Regions from separate parts of the Mus musculus genome. Here region 1 is linked to region 2. The links are chromatin contacts, called in public promoter capture Hi-C maps. All regions are on one chromosome and are shown on one strand. Each heading gives the region's core, a stretch centred on a gene start, on an enhancer-like site or on the middle of the called end of the contact. The rest is flanking DNA. Distances are from core to core; before and after follow the strand shown.

Region 1 (5,102 bases), core at 1,178-3,677, 450 kb after region 2:
AGTAAGAGAGTCTTGGAGGTGCAAAGAGCCAGCTTGTGAAGAAACCTGAGGGCTTTATCTTCAGCAATGGAAGCTGGGAAAGCAGAGGAACCGTGAGAGCACAATGAGTCACGGGATGGAATCTGAGTTTGAAACAAGTCACTCCAATGGCGCCTGGGATACAGTCTGGAGAGGGGAGTGAATGGGGAGGGGCCGTTGGGAGCAAACCGCAATAGTCCAGGAAGAGATGAGCTCCGGCCCGGCGGACCTGGGGCAGAGGCTGAGGCATGGGGCAAGCTTCCTTTCAATAAGAGGGATTGGATGCTTGATGTGGAGGATGTGGATGTGACAGAGGAGAAATCAAAGATCTCCGGTGTTTTGGTTTGATTAAACAAGAATGACAGACATTAAAAGGAAGAAAAGAAGGCTTTGGCTTAGAGGTGTCTGGCAACTGAAATTCTAGCTGTGCCAAGTGAGAGGTCCTGTGGCAATATCTTGTGGAGTTCCTAGTGTAGATCTAGATTGGATGGCAAGAAGGGAAGTGGTCTGGACTTGAGTGAAGGAGGGACCAGAAGCTGTGAAGATGGCTATGGATACTGGGCAAAAAGTGACAATATGGAGGATTATCCAAAGTTCTCCTAAACTCCCAGGGAGGTTTCCAGAGGGAAGAAAAAGGTAAATACCAAATACTGGAGCTATCAAGCAAAATACCTTAAAAATCACTCCCCTGCCCCAGAGGAGTGAAGGCAGTTGCAGAGGAGAGGTACAGTGGAACGCAGGCTGCAGACGCTGAGGACCTGCTGAGGACTGGCTCCCAGACCCATGGTAGCCCTGGCTTACCTTCACCTCCACTGTGAATGGTGGCACACAGGCATTTTCAGCTCTGCCCACTATCACTTCCTCTAAAGGGTCCCATTCGTTGTAAGAGGAGACAGGGCAGTCCTTGGGCAGAGGATGGGTGGCCTTGTCTTCAGCTGCACAGGAATTTCGGGAGGAAGCTGTAGCTGCCTGGGTGCTCTGGAAAGTTCGCTGCACCCATCCTGTTAAGGATCCTCCAAGCTTAAAAGCAAACAAACACACACACACACACAAACAAGGTATGGTTAAAGTGTGAGACTCAGGATAACACAGATATGTACTTGAGGAGACCCTAAGATGTTGACTAGTAGAGGGGTTTTGGGTGATTAAAAAAAAAACCCACATAACTTTTTGTTGATGATAGACTGATTTTGTTTTTGTCATATGCTGTAATCTTTTAGAACTCCCAGAAAGATCTGGTTCCCAGCAACATGTTTCCCATATCTATCTCAAAGTTTTTGCAAACTAATTTTCAGAAACTTTCTTAGAAGATAGGCCATCCTCTTCCTCAAGGAAGTGCCCAGTAAGTACCGGCAATGTCCAACTGAAGGAGGAAGTCTTGCTTTTTCAGTTTGGAAGGTTACCAAAACGGAGTTCTTTTTACTGTAAATAACATGGGATCTGAAAAGACCTTATCTTTCAGAATAAGCAACCCCAACCTTTTTTTTAATCACTTTTTTTTTTCATTTCAAGTCAGAGATGACTGTCATGTGTACCATAAGGATTAACCCAGGCAGGCACAGAATGTAAACTTAAAAAGAGATCTAAGCATATTAAAAACCTTCTTTCTTTCTTCCTTCCTTCCTTCCTTCCTTCCTTCCTTCCTTCCTTCCTTCCTTCCTTCCTTCCTTCCTTTCTTTCTTTCTTTCTTTCTTTCTTTCTTTCTTTCTTTCTTTCTTTCTTTCTTTCTTTCTTTCTTTCTCTCTTTCTTTCTTTCTTCTTTTTAAGACAGGCCTGTATAACCTAGCGCAGGAAGATTCCCTTACCCACTCCCCCTGGCAAACCTCATCCCGCCCCCAAACTCTATCAGGCTGTTAAAAGTCCTCTAAGAAGGGAGCTAGAGGGACTCTTGGGTGGAGACCCAAAGCAAGAGAGCAAATGACAGCTGTTCAAGAACCAGCTGCTGGCAGAACTCATCTGCCAGAGCTATTCCTGTCAAGGAGCAAGGGAGGGTCTGCAGGCATGGGCTCGGATATCCCAAGGAAGCAGAGGGCCTGGCAGAGCAGCAGGTGGGGGACAGGATGGACTCATTCCAACTTCCCCGGTAAAGCCCAGGGATCCCAGAGTTTCAGCTGGAGCCGGCCTGTAGGCTCCGTCCATGCCCTCACATGCATCTTCCCAGAAAACGCCCTCACGGGCTACGGAACACAGACCACGCCACCCTGTTACCGGGGTGTCCAGTCTCCCTCTGGGTCCCCATCCTGCATCCCGCAGAGGTCCCGAGGCAGCGTAGGGACTCACCCGAGAGCCGATGTAGTGCACCGCCTCGGCACCTCGGCTGCCTCCGCGCAGACACCGCACCCGTAGCATCGCCCCGTCTCTGCTGCTCCGCGTGCACAAGGTCCTAGTCGCCAAGCTCGCGCCAGCTCCCAGCCTGCGGCCGCGCGCGCTGCTTTTGTAGCCGCGCCCAGGGCCTGGCCCATTGGCTGCCAGGAACAGGTGGCCTCGGCGTCCGTGGGTCACGTCCCGGGGCTGGCCCTTTTTTTTTTTTTTTTTTAGCTCGTGCCTCCCGTACTGGCTCAGGTCAGCGGCGGCGAAGACCCATGAAGAGGCTACCCAATGCCTAGCAGGGATGATGGTTCCTTAGTCTCTCTTGTTGGAAGTCCATTTTTCAACCTGAATGTGTAAACCCCAAGGCCAGTCTTAGTCCATGGGCCACTGAGTGGAACGGCCCCGAGTTAGCTTCCAAGTTTGTCGACCTGAGCCTATGTGGTGGTGGTCTTTAGAACACTGGTGGTCTTTGGCTAGGTGCTCCTGCTTTGAGAAACTCAGTTATGAAAACAGGCAGATAATAATAAGTCAAAAGTAATAAGGAGTGGGGGAGCTACAGTTAGCTTCTGCTTCTGAGGCACATCTTAAAAGGTTTCTTTCAATATGACTTGGGTGCTTGATTACAAAGTAGTTCCCTTAACTGGATTTGTAGAACTAAAACTAGAGAACTCAAATAGACACATCACTTCCTAGCAGAAGGGGCAGATTTGAGTACTTCTTGCCTGGCTGTGTCGTCCAGTCTGGCTTCCGGCCCTCCATTCTCCTGGATCCCGCGATTATAGGCTTGTATGATGAGCACCCCCCACCCCCCTGCCGGCTTCTCTGTGTTGTGTTTTCTAGAAACTGAGAACGGTGACATTGATAGTCCCTGGTCCACGAGCTAACCAGAGACCAAAATAAACGGTGCCGGTAAAGTCTAGGCAACTCTTAAGAGTCGTATGATTACGAGGTAATACTCAACAAAGAGGTCTCAAGGTCCTGATATGGTGAAGGGAGCCAGTGAGTCTAGGTTCCTATCTTAGCTCTGTTCTTAAAATGCTGTGTGGCTTGGAAGCACAACCCTGGACCTTTCTATCAAAGGCTCGCTCCTTCTGCTAGTGAGGGCTTCGGGGAATCTGAAGAATTTCTCAAAACTTAAAACTTTTACCCAATAGATGAACTCAATCAACTCTGGGGACTATGTCTTTGGGTGTACTTAGGGTGACCAGAGATGTACCCTTCTCAGTGAAGGGATTTAAAAAGATGGTTAAGGTTCAGGATATAGCTTAGTAGAAGAGTGCTCTCACTCACCTTGTATTTAAAAGCAGCCAAACAACCGAACCAACCAAACCAGCCAAAACAAACCTCACCACAAACCTTGTAAGAGCCAGCATAGTGGTTCAGTCAACTTTGTAAGTTCCAGGAGGGCTTGGTCTGTCTGATACTTTGTTTCAAACAATGGCTGGTAAGTACACATAAGAAGACTTTCACTTTGCTTGGTTTCCAGTTTTGTCAGAGATCTATAAACACCTCATGACCCTCATTGAAGACATTATTTTTATTTTGAAAGTGCAAGATCTAAAAGTATCTGACAAAAATTAGGGGGCAATTTAGCTTTAGACAATGGGAAATGCTTACAGCCAGACTGACACCCTCATCTCTTGTAATCCAGGAGAGGAGCAGAGGAGAGAGCAAGCCCCACACACCAGCCCTACTGTTATCGAAGCAAATTAAACCACCCCCCCTAGACTTTGTTTTTTTCTATTTAGAGGATTGAAAAGAATAAAATCAGGGAAAAATTTAACACTCAAGTTCAAATAAGGTAACTCAAGTATATTTTCACAGCTAGAATGTAGTGAGAAAAGCTACACTAGTATTTGACTCCTAGTAGCATTCTGCTAGACTCAGATGAGTGATTTGCTCAACCATCATCAGAGAAGCTTCTTCTGTTGTAGACGGGAACAAATACAGAAACCTAGAGCCAGCCGCTTAGCAGAAAATGAGAAACCTCAGAACACTCCATCCTAGATGGGATGGACTGTGGGGATGGGGGAGGGACAACTGAGACCCTAGATGGGATAAGAAATCCATCAAATCCCTGTCTTCAGGGCTCGGGGAACTCTGCAGAAGACAAGGGGGAAAGAGTATAAGAGCCAGAGGGACTGGAGGACACCACAAAAACAATGCCTTTCGAACACAGCAGGACTGACACACACCGGAACTCACAGAAGCTGTGGCAGCATGCACAGGGCCTACACAGGTCTAAGCTAGATGGAGTCCTAGCACTGAGAGGGGAAGTGTATACATGCACCCATCACTAACCTAGAAGCGATCTCTAATTGATAACCACTTGCAAAATTAGTTTCCTCCAGTGAAGTTGCACTTGGTATACAAAGCCCCCTTAATGACAGACCTTGTCCCATCAGCAGATGGCTAACACAAAACAAATTTAAGGTTGGAGGCTCCTTGTCTCATAATGCTTTGTCTGGCCATTATTTTTGTTTTGATCTCTTACAGTTCTTTTGCATGTATACATACTACAGTTCCCACTGTTGCATTTTTATAGGATTTCTGTGTGTAGGAACATGTGTATCTCAGTATCCACATGTGTTTATTGTGACTTTCTTCTCCTGGTAGTTTGTTTCATCGTATTCCAGTTTGTTTTTATTTTATCTTATTTCAGCATTACTTTTTAGATGCATGTTTGTGTTCTGATGAGAGAGAGAAAGAAAGGGTGTGGATTTGGGTAGATGGGAAGTTGGGGTGGGTCTGGGAGGCGCTGGTGTAAGCAAAAC
Region 2 (5,496 bases), core at 1,613-4,112:
ATACAAATAAACAAAAGGCTATCTAGACTGTTTTGCTAGGGTTTAAACAAGCTGTAGTCCTCTTCTTGTAAGTGTTTTTGGGTTCACAGTCTTCCCACTGCCACCAGGACATGAAATAGAGGAGAGGCACAGTTTAAAATCCGTAACTAAAATTTTTGAATATGTGTTTTCCAAACCCCCCAAATACACCTAATACTATTATCAATCTTAAATCTTTAGCTTCACATTACATTTATTTTTCTAGTGTCTGTGTGAACGTGAACACGCACTTGGAGGCCAGAGGATGATGTAGGATATTGTTCCTCACCATTCCTCACCATTTTTGCTATTATTTTCACATTATTTATTTATTTATTTATTTTTTTTCGTGGATGCACATGCCACAGCATGTATATGTAGGACAGAGGACAGCTTGAGAGAGTCAATTCTCTCCTTCCACCATGTGGGTGGGTCCTGGGAATCAAACTCGCCTTATCTTGATGTTCCAACACTTGGGAGACAGAGAGAGGAAAGAAGGTGAGCCGAGCCCAACTGGATTACATAAATGAGACTATCTCCGAAAACAAAGCCAAGGAATCTCACTGAGTAGTGCTGGCCTTGCTGGAGTGCAGTGAGTGTGGAGGTGGAGAGCAAACTGAAACCAGAATCAGAGTTCAAATATTGCATAAAGCCTGAGCTCTAAATTCTTATGTAAATCAGCTGGGGACTGACCAACAGCTGTGAGATGCAGGGGGCTTTACACTGGCTTTAAACTTTGGTGCAAATCTCTTACTGAAGCCAAAACCATAGTAAATACAAGAACGCATTTATATTCTGGCAGTCCCAGGGATGAATTCCAGACAAGCCTGAGAGTTCCTGCGTCTAAAGAAAAATGCTAACTCTTGGCACGGCCTGGGATGTGTAACAGAGAGCTCTGGGAGAGTCACGTGTCTGGCTTTATCTGTGAGCATCTTCAGCTTGGAGAAGTTGACTTAACTCACAAGAGTCCAGTAAGTCACACATTACCTGGTTATCCTGAGGGTCCAGTTTGCATGGGAAGGCACTTGAGAGTCACATGGATGATAACCCTCAAACTACAGAAGACATTCCTCGGGAATGCACTGGAGAGCGACAGCCTTCCTCCCCTCCTAGTTTTCAGTAGATGAACAGTTCTTGTGGCTTACATCCCTTTCTTTTGCGGCATGTAAAAGCCATGATCCCCAGATCTGGCTCCACCTGTCTCAACGACCCTGCCCAGGGAAGACAGAGAGGCTGAGGCTGGCAGTGCGGTGTTACCATGCTCCTGCCTATCCTGCCAGGAGACTGCTTTTTGTGAATGAACCACTCTCTTCTCTCTCTCTCTCTTTTCCCTAACAAGCCAGAATAGCAGCTGTTGTTCAGTGGTCCACTGGAGAGAAGCTGGGGCAGGCCGGTGATTAGGGAGCTTGTCTACAAGGCACTCCGCTCAACCTTAGCACCAAACACAGAAACAAAACATGCATGCAGGGCATTTATTCCCAGCACTTGGGAGGCAGAGGTAGGTGAAATCTCTGTGAGTTTGAAGCCAGCTTAGTCTACATAGTGAGTTCTAGGACAGCCAGAATGTAGGCTATGTAGAGAAACTCTGTCTTGAAAACCAAAATCCAAAACAAATACAAAATAACAACAAAACCCACCCAAACCAATCAACCAAACAACAAACACAAACAACGACAATAACCCTGAAATCTAAGAAAACAAGCAGACAGAAGGAGGGTGTGCAGATCATTCACAGGGCCCCTCGAACTCTCTCACTAAGCCAGTGTTTACTACAGAGTGATAGCATGGAAGGCCTGGGGGCTAAGAAGACAGTTCTTTCTCACAAGAAGCTTGCGGTTTCTTGGGAAAGAGATCTGAAGACAAATCGGTTTAATGAAAGGAAGAATGTAGTATACCCAGAGCAGTGATAGAAACATCTGCCAGGTGCTGCTGCTGCACACAGCCTGCTCTGACTTCTCAGCAACTCTCTTGGCAGGAGGGGCAGCCTGTGCAAAGCCAGAGAAGCAAGGCATTTGTGGGCAGTCTCTAACTCTGGCATGCTGTTGTCCATGCTAAGGCTGGATAGCAGGCAGACACTAACCACTCAAGGCAATATACTGAGTTAGAATTACTGTAAGCAAAACATCAAACCCGCGGGCTCCCAGACTTGAGCATGGTCTAGGGACGAGCGTCTAAGCTAAAAGTGCTTACTTAGACTTTTAGAGAAAGCTGTGTGAACAGCATCTTTCCCTGCTGCCTTAGGGTCCAGCTCCAGACCCTGCTACTTGATCAGGTCTGCTTCAGGAGATGCCAAGAAGACAGGGAGAGCCAAACAGCTACCCCTGAAAGGCTCTGTGTCTGGAGGTGACGGGTCCAGCTAGGATAAAGAGAAGCCGCTCCAGTCAGGGGTACAGCTGATGCTGCTGTTTGTTCTCTCTTCCCTCGAGCAGCCTCATTCCCAAGTGAGATCTGAAAACCTTAAAATTACATTACCAGGGCTGGAGAGATGGCTCAGCCATTAAGAGTATTTATGGTGCTTACAGAGGACCAGAGTTTGGCTCCCAGTACTCACATCAGGTAGTTCACAACTACTTGTAACTCCAGCTCCAGGGAATTTGATCCACCTCTCTGGCCTCTGTGGGCACCTCCATACATGACACACACTCGAGCACAAACATACTCACACATAACTCAAGATTAAACATTTAAAAATTAGATTACCACCTGAAGTTTAAAAGAATCCCATCCCAAATAAAATAATAAAAGGGGTTGGCAGGTCATTCCAATCCAATCAGAGTTTGTCTATCTCAGACGCGAATATCATCAAAGCAACTGACAAACTGTCACGGAACCTGCTGGATCTCTAGCTTTGGCCTTGTCTGTCTTCTTCAGCTCCTGAACTCTCTTCTCCCTCCTCCTCTCATGGGCTCTGAGTCCATTCCTAGCATACTAACAGGCCCAGAACTCTTGGTCTGCAGCCATCCTGGGCTCACTGAGCAAAGCCAAGTTGCCTGACTCTGCCCCCTGGTGGCCTAATGACCAAGTTTCATGGAGGTAAGTTATTCTCTAACCACTCAGCGGGTTTTCTACACACAGGGTAGGAAACAGGGTATTGATTGTGGATCAAGAAGGGAAATCAAAGAAATATTTAACATGTAGCCTTTACCTTCTAAACTCTAGGCCTTTGGATAAACAGAAATTAGAGATGTGGGTAAGAAAGTAAGGAGGTCCACCATAACTTTTTGATAATTAAGACAAACATTATACAAAAGTTAACCTCTTTATCAATATAACTACTATCTTTAGATGAAGAATTATTAGTTATAACATTTTTTCATACTATAGGTCTTGGTATGTTATATTTACAACAGAGGTGCAGTTAAACATTTTTAGAAATCACATTTGTGTATTTTGTGTAGATATGTGGGCGTGCATACCAGAGCACATGTGTGGAAGTCAGAGGAAAATCTGCAGGATTAGGTTCACTCTTTCCACCATGTGGATCTCAGGGACTGAGTTTGGGTCGTCGGGCTTGGGAGCAAGCATCTTTTCCTGCTGAGCCATCTCACCAGCCCAGTTAAACGTCTTAAATTAACACCTTAAAACTAAAGTAAAGGAAGTTAGTATTCTAAACTTTAGTGTTGACAGACAAAAGAAAACATCGATTTACTTTAAGGAAGCCGGGTTTCCACGGAAACCCATCAAGGAATCTCAGTACATGGATCCGGATGCCGAGTGGGTCAGAACCCAGAGGTACAGATTTAGGATTTACTTCTGTGAGGCTGAACACGAAGTCAGGAAATTACTCACTTGTTAAAAGAGAGCAGAGCTAGAAGAAAGCCAGAGAAGATACTAAGAATAGAAAGGGGGATGGAAATTACTCATGGGGAAAGAACCAGGGTAGTAGTGCACTCGGGGCCAAAGGAGAGGGTTTCAGGTTTCAAGAGGGTGGAGACCAAGAGTATTCTTAAAGAGCAGAGATTCAGACAAGCTACTTCCAACACATTCCTTAAGCCCCTACCACAGCCAAGTAATGTGCTGGCCATAAGAGCTCAGGAAGAGACAGAGGACAGTGGCATAGTTAATGTAATGCAACAGCTTTCCTCGTTGGTTTTTTCTGTAATTGTTTGTTTTGTTTTAAGTCAGGGTTTTGCTGTGTAGCCCTGGCTGTCCCGGAATTCCATCTGTAGACCAGGCTGGCCTTGAACTCACAGAGATCTGCCTGCCTCTGCCTCCTGAGTGCTTGGATTAAAGGTGTGCGCCACCACCACTAGGCTATAAATGTTTTTTAGAGTGTGGGTGTGTGTGAGAGTGTCCAAGGAGGACAGAAGACTTTGATCCATTGGAGCTGGAATTACAGAGATTTATGAGTTCTGGGATCTGAATTCTAGTCCTCTAAGGACTTAAATGCTCTTAACAATGGAGCAGTCTTTCTAGCCCTTTCCTTTGTAATTCTTATCTCTATTAATGAACTGATTCTACCTGCCACCTCTCCATTTCTTTTGCTTTTTGTTTAAAATGTATATGCCAGATCCTGCCTTTGTCTGTCCTTCCTTCTTCCTTTTCTTCCTTTCCTTCCTTCCTTCCTTCCTTCCTTCCTTCCTTCCTTCCTTCCTTCCTTCCTTCCTTCCTTCCTTCCTTCCAACAGGGTCTCTCTCAGCTCTTGTTGTCTTGGAATTCGATATGTAGACTCAGACTGGCCTCAAATTCACCATGTTTCTTTAATGACTTCTGGGCCATGTTTTTTGTGTTCTACAATGTATCTCACGGTGTTTTTCAGCAGTTGTTTCTATTCTTTGTTTTCAGATTCATGAGAGAGTCTGGTTTGCATAGTCATCTTTTGCATTAGGCGACAGTTGGGGTTGCTGGACAGCCTATGAAATGGTCCAGAAGTCTGTCTGTGGTCTGGGAAAGGAAAAGGAAGTCACCTGACATATGCAGACCTGATCCTTTAGTGTGGACAGTGGGGAAGGCAGTTATTTTAAATTAACACATTCAGTAGACATTGAATAGAAATCTTAATTTAAAAAGTCAAGTATGCAAAGAATAACATATAGAATTGTTTATAACTATTCTGTATATAAATATTGACCTCGAGTCTCCCTTCTGATGGGCTCAAAGAAACTCAATTTATACTCTTTGAGAAGTGGCACCCACAGAGAGTGTGATTATACACACATATATGAGTACTCAGGTGGCAGTGTGTGTGTGTGCGCGCGCGCTAACACAGAGGCTAGAAGAAGGATGTCGATGTCCTGCTTTCGTTACTTGTCTTGTCAAGATGGTGTAGCACACTGAAAATCATACCCTCCTCCACCACCATCATTCTCTCCTAAACACATATACATTCTCTCCTAACTCAAGGAGAATGAAAAAGACAGAAAAAAAAAAAACCCAAAAAAACCACATGCATATCTTTCCCTAAATGTATAGAAATGTTGGATAAAGTGCTAGTGAAAATTGAGCTTTTCTTGGTGGGGGGTTGGCGGCGGTTTCGAG

Evidence for each region. Promoter capture Hi-C pulls out the DNA fragments that hold promoters and counts their contacts.
Region 1: a contact with region 2 is called in a promoter capture Hi-C map of pre-B cells. The contact joins the promoter of Gatm here to the promoter of Trim69 in region 2. A contact is called at or near these places in 12 of 39 promoter capture datasets (the 3T3-L1 cell line, cranial neural crest, embryonic stem cells and 8 more), 1 of 115 datasets of contacts at active chromatin or transcription factors (bone marrow-derived macrophages) and 2 of 9 other capture datasets (adipose tissue and liver).

The regions. Positions count from the first base shown.
Region 1 is chr2:122,608,850-122,613,951 of GRCm38.p6, forward strand. Gatm (glycine amidinotransferase (L-arginine:glycine amidinotransferase)) reads right to left here and starts at 2,428. Exons shown (of 9, transcript NM_025961.5): 1 at 2,299-2,428; 2 at 820-1,038. The coding sequence starts at 2,367.
Region 2 is chr2:122,157,846-122,163,341 of GRCm38.p6, forward strand. It overlaps Trim69 (tripartite motif-containing 69), which reads left to right and starts at 2,863. Exons shown (of 7, transcript NM_080510.3): 1 at 2,863-3,051. The coding sequence starts at 3,046. The region is part of intron 2 of Patl2 (protein associated with topoisomerase II homolog 2 (yeast)); the gene reads right to left.